Linked DNA regions of Danio rerio: region 2 is linked to region 1. A link is a contact called in public Hi-C data. All regions are on one chromosome and are shown on one strand. The core of a region is the stretch at or near the end of the contact, and the rest is flanking DNA. Distances in the headings are between cores, read along the strand shown. Region 1 has its middle 37 kb from the start of six4b. Region 2 has its middle 11 kb from the start of six1b.

The links. Hi-C and Micro-C count contacts between places; a contact is called where the count stands out from the background.
Region 2: a contact with region 1 is called in a Hi-C map of embryo, with 2.1 times the contacts expected there. The contact joins two enhancer-like sites. A contact is called at or near these places in 5 of 18 Hi-C or Micro-C datasets (caudal fin, embryo, hematopoietic stem cells and 1 more).

The regions. Positions count from the first base shown.
Region 1 is chr20:22,987,293-22,994,107 of GRCz12tu, forward strand. It overlaps a transcript of prkchb not described here. Among named protein-coding and RNA genes, the nearest start is that of six4b, 37 kb to the right of the region's middle. Within about 2 kb of position 3,754, at least 10 of the 62 cell types and tissues checked have an H3K27ac peak or open chromatin away from gene starts, as enhancers often do.
Region 2 is chr20:23,049,701-23,056,515 of GRCz12tu, forward strand. It overlaps a transcript of prkchb not described here. Among named protein-coding and RNA genes, the nearest start is that of six1b, 11 kb to the left of the region's middle. Within about 2 kb of position 2,376, at least 15 of the 62 cell types and tissues checked have an H3K27ac peak or open chromatin away from gene starts, as enhancers often do.

The sequences.
Region 1 (6,815 bases), core at 2,504-5,003:
TATTAGACTGTTAGGTTGGGGTTAGCGTAGGTTGATATGTACTTGTAAAATTTCTTATAGCCAGTTAAATGTCTAGGCGACGTAGTGGCGCAGTAGGTAGTGCTGTCGCTTCACAGCAAGAAGTTCGCTGGGTCGCTGGTTCGATCCTCGGCTCAGTTGGCGTTTCGGTGTGGAGTTTGCATGTTCTCCCTGCATTCGCGTGGGTTTGCATGTTATTTAAAATGAAACTATTCAGATGGCGCTCTGTGGCAGGGCAAAAATATGAACAGTGTCCTGAGTTGTAGCTGGACGCCGCGAACAGCTTCCAACTTGAGGTGTCGGTGTGCGTACCTTGATAGAAATCTATGTTTAGAATTCTAAAATGCATGGAGGGATGCGTAGCACATCAATGAGCGGTGCATCCGATGTGCGACCCTCTTAAAGTTAACAACTTATTGATTAAATTGAGGCTATATGGTGGCTCAGTGGTTAGCACTGTTGCATCACAGCAAGAAGGTCGCTGGTTCGAGTCCCAGCTGTATTAGTTGGCATGTCTTTGTGGAGTTTGCATGTTCTCCCCATGTTGACGTGGGTTTCCTCTGGGTGCTTCTTTTCCCCCACAGTCCAAAGACATGCGGTACAGGTGAATTGGGTAGGCTAAATTGTCCATAGTGTATGAGTGTGTGTGTGAATGTGGGTGTGGAACATCCCAGAGATGGTTTGCGGCTGGAAGGGCATCCACTGCGTAAAAATGTGCTGGATAAGTTGGCGGTTCATTCCGCTGTGGCGACCCTGGATTAATAAAGGGACTAAGCCGACAAGAAAATTAATGAATGAGTTAAATGTCTATTGAATGTGCGGCATTGATGTTAAGCAGACGATTTACTAATACTCAAATGGACCATCAAAATAAAGTGTTACTTAATAAAGTATTGACAATGTAAGTCTTGAATTACCAGAAACTGTTTGAGTGACTAAATACAAATTTTTCTTTTTATTTACAACACTTATCTTTGTTTACCTTATGTAGCCCAACTATACAAGCTTTTTTATATAAACTGAAATAATATCAAGAAGAATATCTTACAATCAGATGAAATCAAAAAAAAATCTTCTGACACAACAGGGATGGCAAAGAAAAAAACAAAGTTAGCATTTAGATAAATTTACCATTTAGCAAGGCGAAGGAGGTGGCATGAAGGCAATGAAACTCATAATAAAAATGCCATGAGATTTGTAACTAAAACTGCCAGTAGGTGAAGCCAAGTTTCCGTCTTTATCACTAAATGCATTTTTGAGAAACAGAGAAACGTTTGGACAACAATGATTCTAAAAATGCATCACATTATTTGTGTTCTGATTTTAGGCATAATAATAGTGGCTCATTTTAAAAACAGCAAACCTAAAATTAGATATTAACGACGAAACTTGGGTTGCGCAAAATGACGCAATGAATTCTGATTGGTCAATCGTCATTGTGTTTGAATCATAAATGAACATAAATAGAGAATTTTAATATTTAATTTGCATAAGTTTTACATTAAACACACTTTTGTTATTCTAAAGGGGATGGTGATGGGGGGATAGTGGTTTTACAAAGGGGATGCTTTTTGTCATTTTTCCATAAGGGGGATACTATCCTCTCGCATCCCCCCTCAATTCGAACACTGTCTATAACACAAAACTATTTGTAAGTCTCTATTTCTTAAAAATTAAGATTTTTACATTAACTGAAAACAAATCAATGAATGAATAAGCTTTCCACTGATGTATATTTTATTACTGTAAAAAATATATATGCACATATAGACCTGACAGCATGTTTTAGTTCATTGTAACTTGTTAATAATCAAACTAAAACAACTTGACTTAAAAGTTATTCATGTTCTAACCTAATTGTATACGTTATGCATGCAGTTTTAAGTCAGTTGAACATAATATAAGTTCAACAGACTCAATAGGTTAATTTGATTTGGCTTAAAATTTTAAGGAAACCAGAATTTTTTTACAGTGGAGGATGTGACAAGCTTTGGAGGACGCCATCATTTGAGAAATTGTAATCTGTGGAAAAAAAATCTAAATATTGAGAAAATTGTCTTTAAAGCTTTCTATAAAAGTCCTTATTAATTCATATTTTACTAATCAAAAATGTATGTATTAGCAATAGCAAATGAACACAATATCTTCAAGAAACATATTTACTTAATATTCAGATGAAAAATCAACAATTTTGATCCATAAAATGTATTTATGGCTATTTTTATGATGTTTTACAACCATTTTACTTATATTTTGAATTTTTCAAATATAAAGTCTTAGGATTTAAGACAATTCAAAAACACTACACTCAAAAAATGACTTGCTGCTTGTTCAAACTACTTATTTTAAATGAAACAACAAGATTGTTACATTTTATTTTGTGACAACTTGATTCTTTTATGTTAAATCAACTTAAATATGTAAAACTTATGATTTGATTTGAACATAAAGACATTTTGTGGAACTCAGCATTTTTTTACAGTGAAATACATATTGTCTTTAGTTCAGATATACAATATATATATACAAAATCTGATGAATTAAATATAAAGCATTTTTATCAAAATAATACAGAGAATAAATAAGCAAAGTAGGACAATGGCCCTGTGGAAATAATCATCATTTAATTATTCCTTAGTATCAGCAACTAACAAAGTATAAAACAAATAGTTTTAACAGGATATGAACTGTGGGTTTATTAGTTTAAATAAACTATGAATAATAAGTATAAAAAATAGTTCAGTTTAAATAATTCGAATAAGCATTTTCCTGTAAATGTGTGTGTGTGAATAAAGTATGTATGGATGCATCCCAGAACTGAGTTGCAGCTGGAAGGGTGTCCGCTGTGTAAAACTGGATAAGTTGGCAGTTCATTCTGCTGTAGCGTCCCTGATGAATAAATAGACTAAGCCGAAGGGAAATAAATGAATGAATTTTCCCTTAAATAAGGTCTGGGATGTTTGAGCTTTACCAGACATCACTGCAATCATGCTAACAATTCACATTAATGCTGCAGGTATGACAACTGCATTTAAAAAAGTATGTTAAAATATCTAAAAATACCATTGTTCATTGCTAATTGATCTTAATCATAAAATAAAAACAACTATAAAAATGGCATGTATAAATATATGTTCAAATACATTAAGAATCATTTAAATAACCGGGATTCATATTGTTCATTGTTACCATGATACTCAATGCATTAACTAATGTCATTGTAATGTGCTACCACATTCATAAATAAAAATAAACGTAAGTCCATATCAAATTTAATACTACTAATATGAAGAAGAAAGCTCAAAGTTTGCTAAAGGACCCCACATGCTTCACATCAAACCAAGGTTTCACTTCATCCGAACCAGACGCCAATATAACTTCCAAACAGCCAACCTTTGACCTCAAATTACACTAATACTTCCTGTTTGAATTACCGCATATCTGTAGCACAGATCGACGTGAGGGAATCCCAAAACACAGAGATATACAACCAGAGGAGGCTAATAATGGGAATAAATGTAGCAGGGCGATGATCGGACACATGAATATGGAGATTTGGCTGTGGAGTTAAGCAAAACTTAAAAGGAGATTATCTCTGAGAGGCCATCAGCGTATTGATTTGCTCAGAAGATTTTTTTTCTCTGTCAAAGCTTCAAGGCTATTTTCAGCTCAACGCGGGCGGCTGTCCTTCCTGGTTTGATCCCCAAGGCAACCGATGTGGTCATTCCTTCCAGAAAATGGAGAGCAATGTGAAACCAAACACCGACTGGGGCCCCTGAAAAACCTGTGTGTGTGTGTGTGTGTGTGTGTGATCGAGTAGGTGTACGTTATGATTGGAAATGGAAAAGAATGTCAGGTTTTGTTTACTTAAAGTAGAATGTATCTGGTATTTGTCTGTATCCATGAATTAATTTGTTGTGTTTTTTTTTATTTCTTTATAAAATATTTCGCATTTAAAGGAATGCCACCCAGAACTGAACACTCTGTCAAAAATTACTCTCTCTTTGCTTGTCTTGTTTTTTTTTCTCCCCTGTGAAACACAAAAGAACCTATTTTTAAAAATGTTGGTAACCGGTGACCATTGACTTCCATAGTTTCTGTATTTCCTACTATGTCAAAGGGTACCACTTTCTAACATTCTTCAAAATAACTTATTTTGTGATCAAATCTAAAAACAAAAGGTTTGGAACCAATTGATGGTGGGTGAATTGTGAGTAAAATATTTTTTGGGGGTGTACTGTCCATTTAAAAACACTACAATTAAACTTAAATATTTAGACTTATATTTATCTAAATATTTAGACTTAAATATTCTGGGTTGTTTTAGCCGCAATATAGATTGAATATGGACAAGCCAAACAAGGGTTTTTCATTTTCTTTTCGGCTTAGTCCCTTTATTAATCAGGCGTCGCCACAGTGGACTGAACCGCCAACTTATCCAGCACATGTTTTACGCAGTGAATGCCCTTCCAGCTGCAACCAAACACTGGTAAACACCCATACACTCTTGCATTCACACACACTATATGGCCAATTCAGTTTATTCAATTCACCTGTACTGCATGTCTTTGGGCTGTGGGGGAAACTAGAGCACCCAGAGGAAACCCACCAAACAAGGGGAGAACATAAAAACTCCAAACAAAAATGCCAACTGACCCATCCAGGGCTTGAACCAGTGACCTTCTTGCTTTGAGGTAATCGTGCTACCCACTGTGCCACCATGACACCCTAACAAGTGTTAATTTATTTTTTTTTTAAATTACATTTCTAACCCAAAAGTTCAATTCCTATTAAAATAATCAAGCATTTTTAGAATGTAAATAAAGTAATCAAATATTCTCTCATGTTTCATCTTGGAATTATTTCCATAAATGTATAAAAATTGTTAATTTAATTTTGTTAAGCAATGCTCATACCAGCATAAAACCAACACATACATGTATTGTATAGTATAGCCATACGGCCCAATGAATGCAGTTTATCCATGATTTAGGATGAAATATAGGAGATGTTTACATGATGATGCACTGAAAAGTTTTCCTCTGCATTTTTGAAAAGGTTTTGTTTCCAAAATTATCCCTATTCAGATAGATCCATTGAATATTTGTAAAAACGCTATACATATAAAAAAAAACAAACAAAAAAAAAAAACATTTAGGTCAATTATCCCAGTGGCTGGAAATAATTGACTCAGTTTTGTGGGGGTCACGGGACAAAGACAGGGGGTCACTTGGTTATTTACAAAAGTCTAATAAATTTGATTAAGTTATAAGAATTACCATATTTTATCCATAACTCAAAAAAGATAAAAGAGTCGTTTTAATGGTAAAAAACAACATGAAAAGCCATCAGCCTTTATTTTTTTTTCATAGTGTGTTTATGTTAGATTAACAACACAGCAATGGTGTCAGCGGCATATTTTATAGCACCAGGTTAAACTTTCTGACACCTTTATGGCAATCAAATACATTAAAATTAAATACAGGCCACAACTGAATATTGAGTATGATCTCTGATTGACAAAAATGAAACCAAGAATAGGCTTGTGCTGAAAACATTGTGCCCACCAGACTCATTATGTAAGATTAATATTAAATAAAACAAATTTATAAACGACCATAAAAAATGATATGTTCGTTAGACGTATGTCAATATGCTTGTGTTTATATAGGCCTATAATTCTGTGCGCAATGTTTGGATATTTATAACCACCTCTGAAAAATTTCAATAGTATCTGGATGCAGCCTTTATGATGCAAGCTGAGATTGCATCCCTCAGCGATGCAATGTCAGACACAATGCACTCAATAGAGTGAGTGATGTCACTGTGACGGGTAGGGTTAGGGGTGGAGTTAGGTGAGCGCATTGAAAAGCATAGGATGCAGCTCAGATTGCACTGAATCAGGTCTGCATCCAGACCACTCTCAGATACTTGAGGGTTGCAAGTGACTGGCATTGTTATTTTAGGGGTCGTGGGCTGAAAAGTTTGGGACCCCTGATGTTTACAATAGTCCACTATTGTTGTTTCAGTTAAGTCATAAGCTTAAGGAAATGGTGTATAATCAATAATACACACGTATATGACATCTTTTTCCACAATACAGCATTTTTGTACCTTTTGTAACCCACTTTTTAAAAATTGCATTTTCCATCATTCTACAGAAAGCTGTTTTGAAATAAAGAAATGGCCAAAACACATAAAAAGTGTTTCACAACCACCCCGCTTAAGCTATTCAATTTTACAGACTGTTGGATGCACAATCGTTTCACCTCCCAGTCCATTCTCTCCTGCTTCAGTCTTTCAAAATTCTCTTTCCCCCTTCCAACGTTTGCCTTCCCCTTTTATTTCCCAACTCTCCCTCTATATAATTTCCTTTCTACAGGCTTTGTTAGGCACCTTGAAACCTTAGCCGTTTCAAATAGCAATGTCTCTCAGCAGCAGGTCCTTGCTATAGCATTAGATGCAACTTGATCTGGGCCCTCAAGCAGAGCCTTGTTATTGGATAAATACAGTGGGCCTCCTGCATTAAACCATCTACTCTACAGGGGGCGCAAGAGGAGAGAAAATTCAAAGATTCAAACACAGAACTGTTTATATTTTAATATAGCACTTCAGGATTCATTTATTAATGTTTTTAGCAAAACAGTAGTTTGTTAGTAACAGGTATACTTTGTGGAAAGTATAAGCTGAAGCGTGTCATTTTAAAAAGGGAGCATCTCTATATAGGAAGCATCTTACTGAGACAAAGAGAGTACGTAGGCTGGCCCGGCATTAGCAGACACTCTCTCAAGCTCCAT
Region 2 (6,815 bases), core at 1,126-3,625, 61 kb after region 1:
AGGAAGATTATGTTACCTTTGGTATTTGGTATTTTAATTTGCTGTTAGTATCACAATCTAACTCTGGCCAAAGCACTTTCTGGTTCAGATAATTTTTTTTAAGTATTCCCTACAGCAGTGGTTCTCAAAGTGGGTTCGGGACCCCCCCGAGGGGTCATGGGACAATGAAGGGGGGTCAACTGGTGATTTCTAAAAGTATATTTATATTTATTAAACCACAATAATGACCATATTTTATCCATAACCCACTGAAGCGAAAAAAATAGTTGTTTATAGTTACTATAGTAGCTTATAGTTACAAGTTCTATTGGATTGTGACCCCTGGGGTAATTACATTATATTAAAGACACAGCAATAGCACCAGATGCAGCAGATTGATTTTATAACACTAGGTTAAACTTTCTGGCTCATTTACAGCACTGACATGCATAAAAAAATAAAACAAAGAAAAGATTTGGGTCTATTGGTGTGTGTACGCCATTGCATTCAAGGTTTCTGTATTCATGAGTCACTGGCATTGTCATTTTGGGGGTCGCAGCCTGTGCCTACACAGTACAGTAAATAAATACTATAAAACATATGGTGAAAAAAAAACTGGCAGCTGTGGTTGGCAGAATTTTACCATTACAAAAACCAGTAAAAATCAAAAAGATTTTTTAATAATTACATTAAACTACCACATTTCAGTAGTTTACAGTTATACACCAATGTTTTGAAGTACTAGATTTGTTATATGGACAAAAACACATCCAAAAGCATTTGGGGATGAGAAAGTCTTATAATGAACCAATGCTTAATCCCAAACAGTGAAACATACTAATATATAGACGATGCTCAATGTCATTCACACAACTACTAAACACCATCATGCACTCAAAAAATATTTAGGCCTAACAAATTAAATGTATGTATACTGATACTCCATTTGGATTACATTCAACGTAATTGAACTAACAAACCTGTGATTGATATTTGTTAGTTAAGCATAAATGAAACAAATTAAAACTAAATTAATGCAATAATATGAATAAATCCAATGCATTTTAAATGCTTCTTATTAAGTCATCTATTGTCTGGATTATGGATCTGCATCAATTTTGTCCCCATATATTAAGTAATCCAATCTCACATAATTGGAACTGCCTTTTTCTACAGTTAAATATATTTATATGTCATATTATATAATATATACAAAAAAATGTGCTACTTGTTGAAACTACTTACCTAAAAATGAGCTCCAACAACATAATTCTTGAGATTTTGTTGAGACAACTTAATTGTTTTATGTTCAATCCACTTACATTTGTAAAAACTAAAAAACTTACTTAAATCCTTCATGTTGTCCCAATATATAATATTCATATCTTTAAGCTGATTAAATTTAATAGCATTGTTTTAAAAGATGTAGATTGATTCTAAGAAATCACAAAAAAACTTACAAATGAAATTAAATCAAAAGGGTACAAACAGTTAATAATAGACTTCATTGTGATTTTTTTTTGAGTGTGGTACACAGATACAATTAAAGTAATGCAATAAACATTATTTATCAAAATTAGAGGTAACACTTTATTTTGAGGGTCCATTTGAGTATTAGTAGATTGTCTGCTTAATATCTGCTGATACTGCTCCTTCAAGGGACATTTAACTCACTATAAGAAACTTTGCAAGTACATGTCAACCTTGACTAACCCCAACCTAACAGTCTACTTATAATATAATGAGAATTAGTTGGCATGTAGATGCAATGTAACTTAAATTCAACAAATGGACCATAAAAATAAAGTGGGACCAAATTAGATGTAAAATGACATATCAACACATTACTGAACCAGAGCACTGTTAACAAATAAGCATAAAAAGTCAAGTGTCATGCAGAGACAGACATTTTACGGTTATAAATCATATATTAAGGAAACGTACTGTTTACCAGGTTCCATATTTTTACTGTAGCATTTTGACTTAATTTATTTTACTGTTGAAATCAATGATATTTTTTAACAGTGTACAGTAATATTCAATATAAATCAGTACTATTGCTTCAGAAGGTTTTTGGGGTCATTTTTGGTCTGCTGAAAAAAGTTATTTACTAATTCTAATAAGTTGCTTGTAAGCATTCAATCGAAGACCTGTGATATTCAGAGCTTAACAGAAGTTACTCCCATTTTTGCTAGAAAGCATCATGGGCTGCAGGAAAAAGGTGGATAGATTTGTCAAAAAGACAGCAAAATTACTCCATCAATTTGGCATTACTTCACGCTTTTATCAGTAAAAAGCCGAAGGTCACACGCTTTTTCCCAGCAGCCTGGACGGTCATGGTCTGTTCTGCGGAGCTGGGTAACGGATTACTTCCAAACGGTCACAGAGGCTCAGGTTTCAAAGCCAAGCCCCACTGATAAACGAGTGGAGGCAGTTGTCACCCAGGCAGGGAGTCCTCCATCAGCAGCGTCTGAAGAGTAAGAGGCCAAGAGTTTTTCACAGACTTGCTGCGAGCCTGGCGTCAGTCGCTCCAGGGTTCATGGAGCAGGTATTTAAGGGTGATGACCATGGAGGAGCCAGCGTGTAGAATGCCCAGGCTCATATAAATGGACATGCGTGTGTGTATTTGTGTTTGTGCACACTCACATTCACACATACAAAACACTGCCATTCTGTTCTTCAGGTATTGTAGACTATGGAAGGTGTGTCAGATTTTTAGCCCATCATTAATTCTGTTTATTTACTTAAGTAAATGTGTGTAAATCTATACTTATTCAGTTTTTAAATTCATTACAGTAATATTATTGACTAATGTGAAAATGTTCATCTGATTTATGTACAATGCATATATACAGTCGTATTTTCTGTCTTTTAGTAGAGATATGAGAGACTTGCTTTGTTTACAAAACAAAGTGAACCTAATTGGATTTGCATTTTAAACATTAAATAAAAGTTTAAAAGATATTATTTTTTATTTCATATATTAAGATTTTAGTTATGGTACTGCCAAAATAATTCTGCAGAAATCTGCAGATTTTTTAACAAAATTTTCAGCAGAAATAGCAAGAAACATCCGCAGATTCCGTCTGACACTAGTGTCATTTCTAATAACCGATTTATTTTATCTTTGCCATGATGCGGTAAATAATATTTGACTAGATATTTTTCAGGATGCTTTTATACAGCTTAAAGTGACATTTAAAGGGTTAACTGGGTCAATTAGGTTAACTAGGCAGGTGAGGGTAATTAGGCAAGTTATTGTATAATGATGGTTTGTTCTGTAGGCTATTGAAAAAATATAGCTAATAATAAGGGGCTAATAATTATGGCTTTTAAAAAAAATTTAAACTGCTTTTATTCTAGCCGAAATAAAACAAATAAGACTTTCTCCAGAAGAAACAATATAATCAGACATAATGTAAAAATTTCCTTGATCTAAACATAATTTGGGAAATATTTAAAAAAGAAAACAAAATTCAAAGGGGAGCTAATAATTCTGACTTCAACTGTATATTGGGCAGCATGGTGGTGCAGTGGGTAGCACAATCACCTTACAGCAAGAAGGTCACTGGTTCAGGTCCCGGCTGGGCATTTCTGTGTGGAGTTTGCATGTTCTCCCCGTGTTCGCGTGTGTTTCTTTCAGATGCACCTATGCACCCAGATGAATTGAACAAACTAATTTGGCCATATTTTTGGTGTGTGGATAAGTGTGTATAAGTGTTTCCCAGCACTGAGTTGCAGCTGGAAGGGCATTCGCAGTGTAAAACATATACTGGGTAAGATGGCGGTTCATTTCGCTGTGGTGACGCCTGATAAATAAGTGACTACATCTGCAGGAGAATGAATGAATGAATGAATGAATGAATGATTGAATGAATGAATGAATATATTAACAGCTTTTCAGGCTTTATGGTTATGTGCTTGAGAAAAATAAATTTTTTGCTTTATTCAGTAAACTTCTCATGACATTTCATCCAAATTTAAAATAAAAATGTTGTCATTTCAGCATATTTATTTGTTTTTTTGTTACATAAAAAATAACAAAGTTGCCTGCCATTCTTTCAGATGCGGTTATCTGAACACAACACCATTATTTTAAGAGTGAAAAAAATGTACATTTTGTGAGATGAAAAATCAACTAAATGACAATGTTATTTAAAGTTTGGAATAACTTTTATCAAAACTTTTACCTTAATATTAAAGAAACAAATCATATTAACATTTTATTCAAATCCATACTGAATAAATCCAGAGAAAGTTTCAAGTGCCTGTTTATTTTTTATGGCTGTAGGATTGAAGCTACCAAACTTAAACTTTACAGCTGTATCCACTGTATGAAAGAGAAAATATATTATACATATACAGTTGAAGTCAAACATTTTAAGGTCAAAAGTATTAGCCCCTTTGAGCTATATTTTTTTTGATAGTTTACAGAACAAACCATCATTATACAATAACTCGCCTAATTACCCTAACCTGCCTAGTTAACCTATTGAAACGTCACTTTAAGCTGTATTGACCTTATTCTAAAATGCGGAAGTGCGCCTGTTTTCGACTAGGAATAATAAACTGCAGAAAACGGTCAAACTACTTTCTCTATAAACAAGTGTTTGCATGACTATATAGACCAAGTAGAATAATATAATAAGGAAATATCAGTTTGCAAAATCAAACAGTGAAATTAGCAGTTTTTAATGTCTAAAAATGAATGGAAGTGAATGAGACTAGAAGTCTCGAGGCAAAAAGATTCAAATGGCTGCGCCCACTCGTCGGTGAAGAATAAGATGAACAGAAGTGTCTTGAAAAATATCTAGTCAAATATTATTTACTGTCATCATGACAAAGATAAAATAAATTAGTTATTAGAAATGAGTTAAAAAAACTATTATGTTTAGAAATGCGTAATATATATGCACAAACAAGTCACTACTCAAAAGTTTGTGGTGATATTAACAAAATGTGACACTACAGACATTTAAAATGCCTTTAGATCATTACAAACATATTTATCAGTACATGATTTCAATGTATCACTGAAGACTGGAGTAATGATGTTGAACCTTCAGATTTGCCACAGCAGGACTAAACTACATTTTTAAATATATTAAATTGTATTTTACATTAAACTGTAAAATCTATTGTTCTCCCTATTCTGTACAGCACGATGCTAACACATGTAGTGTTGAAAGTGCTTTATAATTAAGTTGAGTAAATTAGAAACAATAATTGAACATGTCAATATTATATAAAATAGTTTTACTCTATTTTTAATCTACTAAATGACTTTTAAACAGTAATGTTTAGTTAATGTCAGAATTATTAGCCCCCTGTGTGTTTCTCCTGATTTTTGTTTTATGAAGAAAAGATTTCTTTAACATTTCTAAACATAATAGTTTTAATAACTGATTTATTTTATCTTTGCCATGATGACAGTAAATAATATTTTACTAGATATTTTTAAGACACTTCTATACAGCTTAAAGTGACATTCAATGGCTTAAAGTGACATTTAAAGACTAGTTAAATATGTTAACTAGGCAGGTTAGGGTAATTAGGAAAGTTATTAATGATGATTTTGGTTTTGTTCAGTAGACTATCCCAAAAAAAAAAAATTAGCTTAAAGGGGTTAATAATTTTGACTTCTTACATTAAAAAAATAAATAAAAATAAAAACTACTTTTATTCTATTGTTTTATCTGAAATAAAACAATTCAGACTTTCTCCAGAAGAAAAAATATTATCAGACATACTGTGAAAATTTCCTTGCTTTGTAAAACATAATTTGGGAAATATTTCACTTCTGAAAAAAACTGTATCTCAATATCAAATCTCACAATTAATATGAATTGTTTATTCTGGAAACTATAATGCTGTAATGCCTAAATTCCATATTAGTTTTTTTTTTTAAATATACTGTTTATTTATTGTTAAAGGATAACATAAACACGTCTTTAATTAAAAATTAAAAACATAAGGTTTTTGATATGGTAGGATCAATACTAATCTCAGCAAGTTTAAGGTGGACAACAGAAAACAGAGATCACTCAAGGTGAGGGAGAATAACTGGCAACAAGTCTGAAGCTTTTAAACTAAACAAACCCATGTAGTCATTTCAGACCGCACATTTCCACACCACTTTTTTTTACTTGACTAACACAGAAAGGAGATCCTTCCTGTGAAGTGCAGAGGTGAAGACATGCACAATTACAGAGGTGAAGAGGGGCATTATGGGAGGAGACTCACAGGTGACCAGCGCTGACAGACACACTGTCATAACATCTTCATCTGTATCCAGGACAGAGGTCAATCATTTCAATTTGCATGTTGGTTACTAACAAATATTTAAACTTATCACACCGCTTATGAGACTCTTTTTTTCTACTAGTAAACACAAAAGAAGATATTTTAAACAATGTTGGCAACCAAACTGCTCTAGTATGGAAGTCAATGAGAGCTGGTAGGTTTTGGATATGACCATTCCCCAAAATGTCCTCTCAGGAAAAAAATTAACAAATGCATGCATGTTAGAATGACATAAGGATTAGGTAAGGCCAAAAATGATATTAAACAATTATAACGATTAATGTATTAATATCAACAAGCTGTATGCAATATTCATTATCAATAATAATATAGTAATGGTTGTTTTAATGATGAATGAACTGACATCATGGAGTATGTTGCATAAATTATCCATAAATTATCAGTTTTCTGTATTCTGTAATCATGCTTTTAGTTTTTTTCATTTTTGCTTTTGAATTGTATTATGGGACCTTGATCTCTCTTCTAATAACGTATAACCTAGAAAGATTTGAAAAAGTGACTTTATTTTTAAT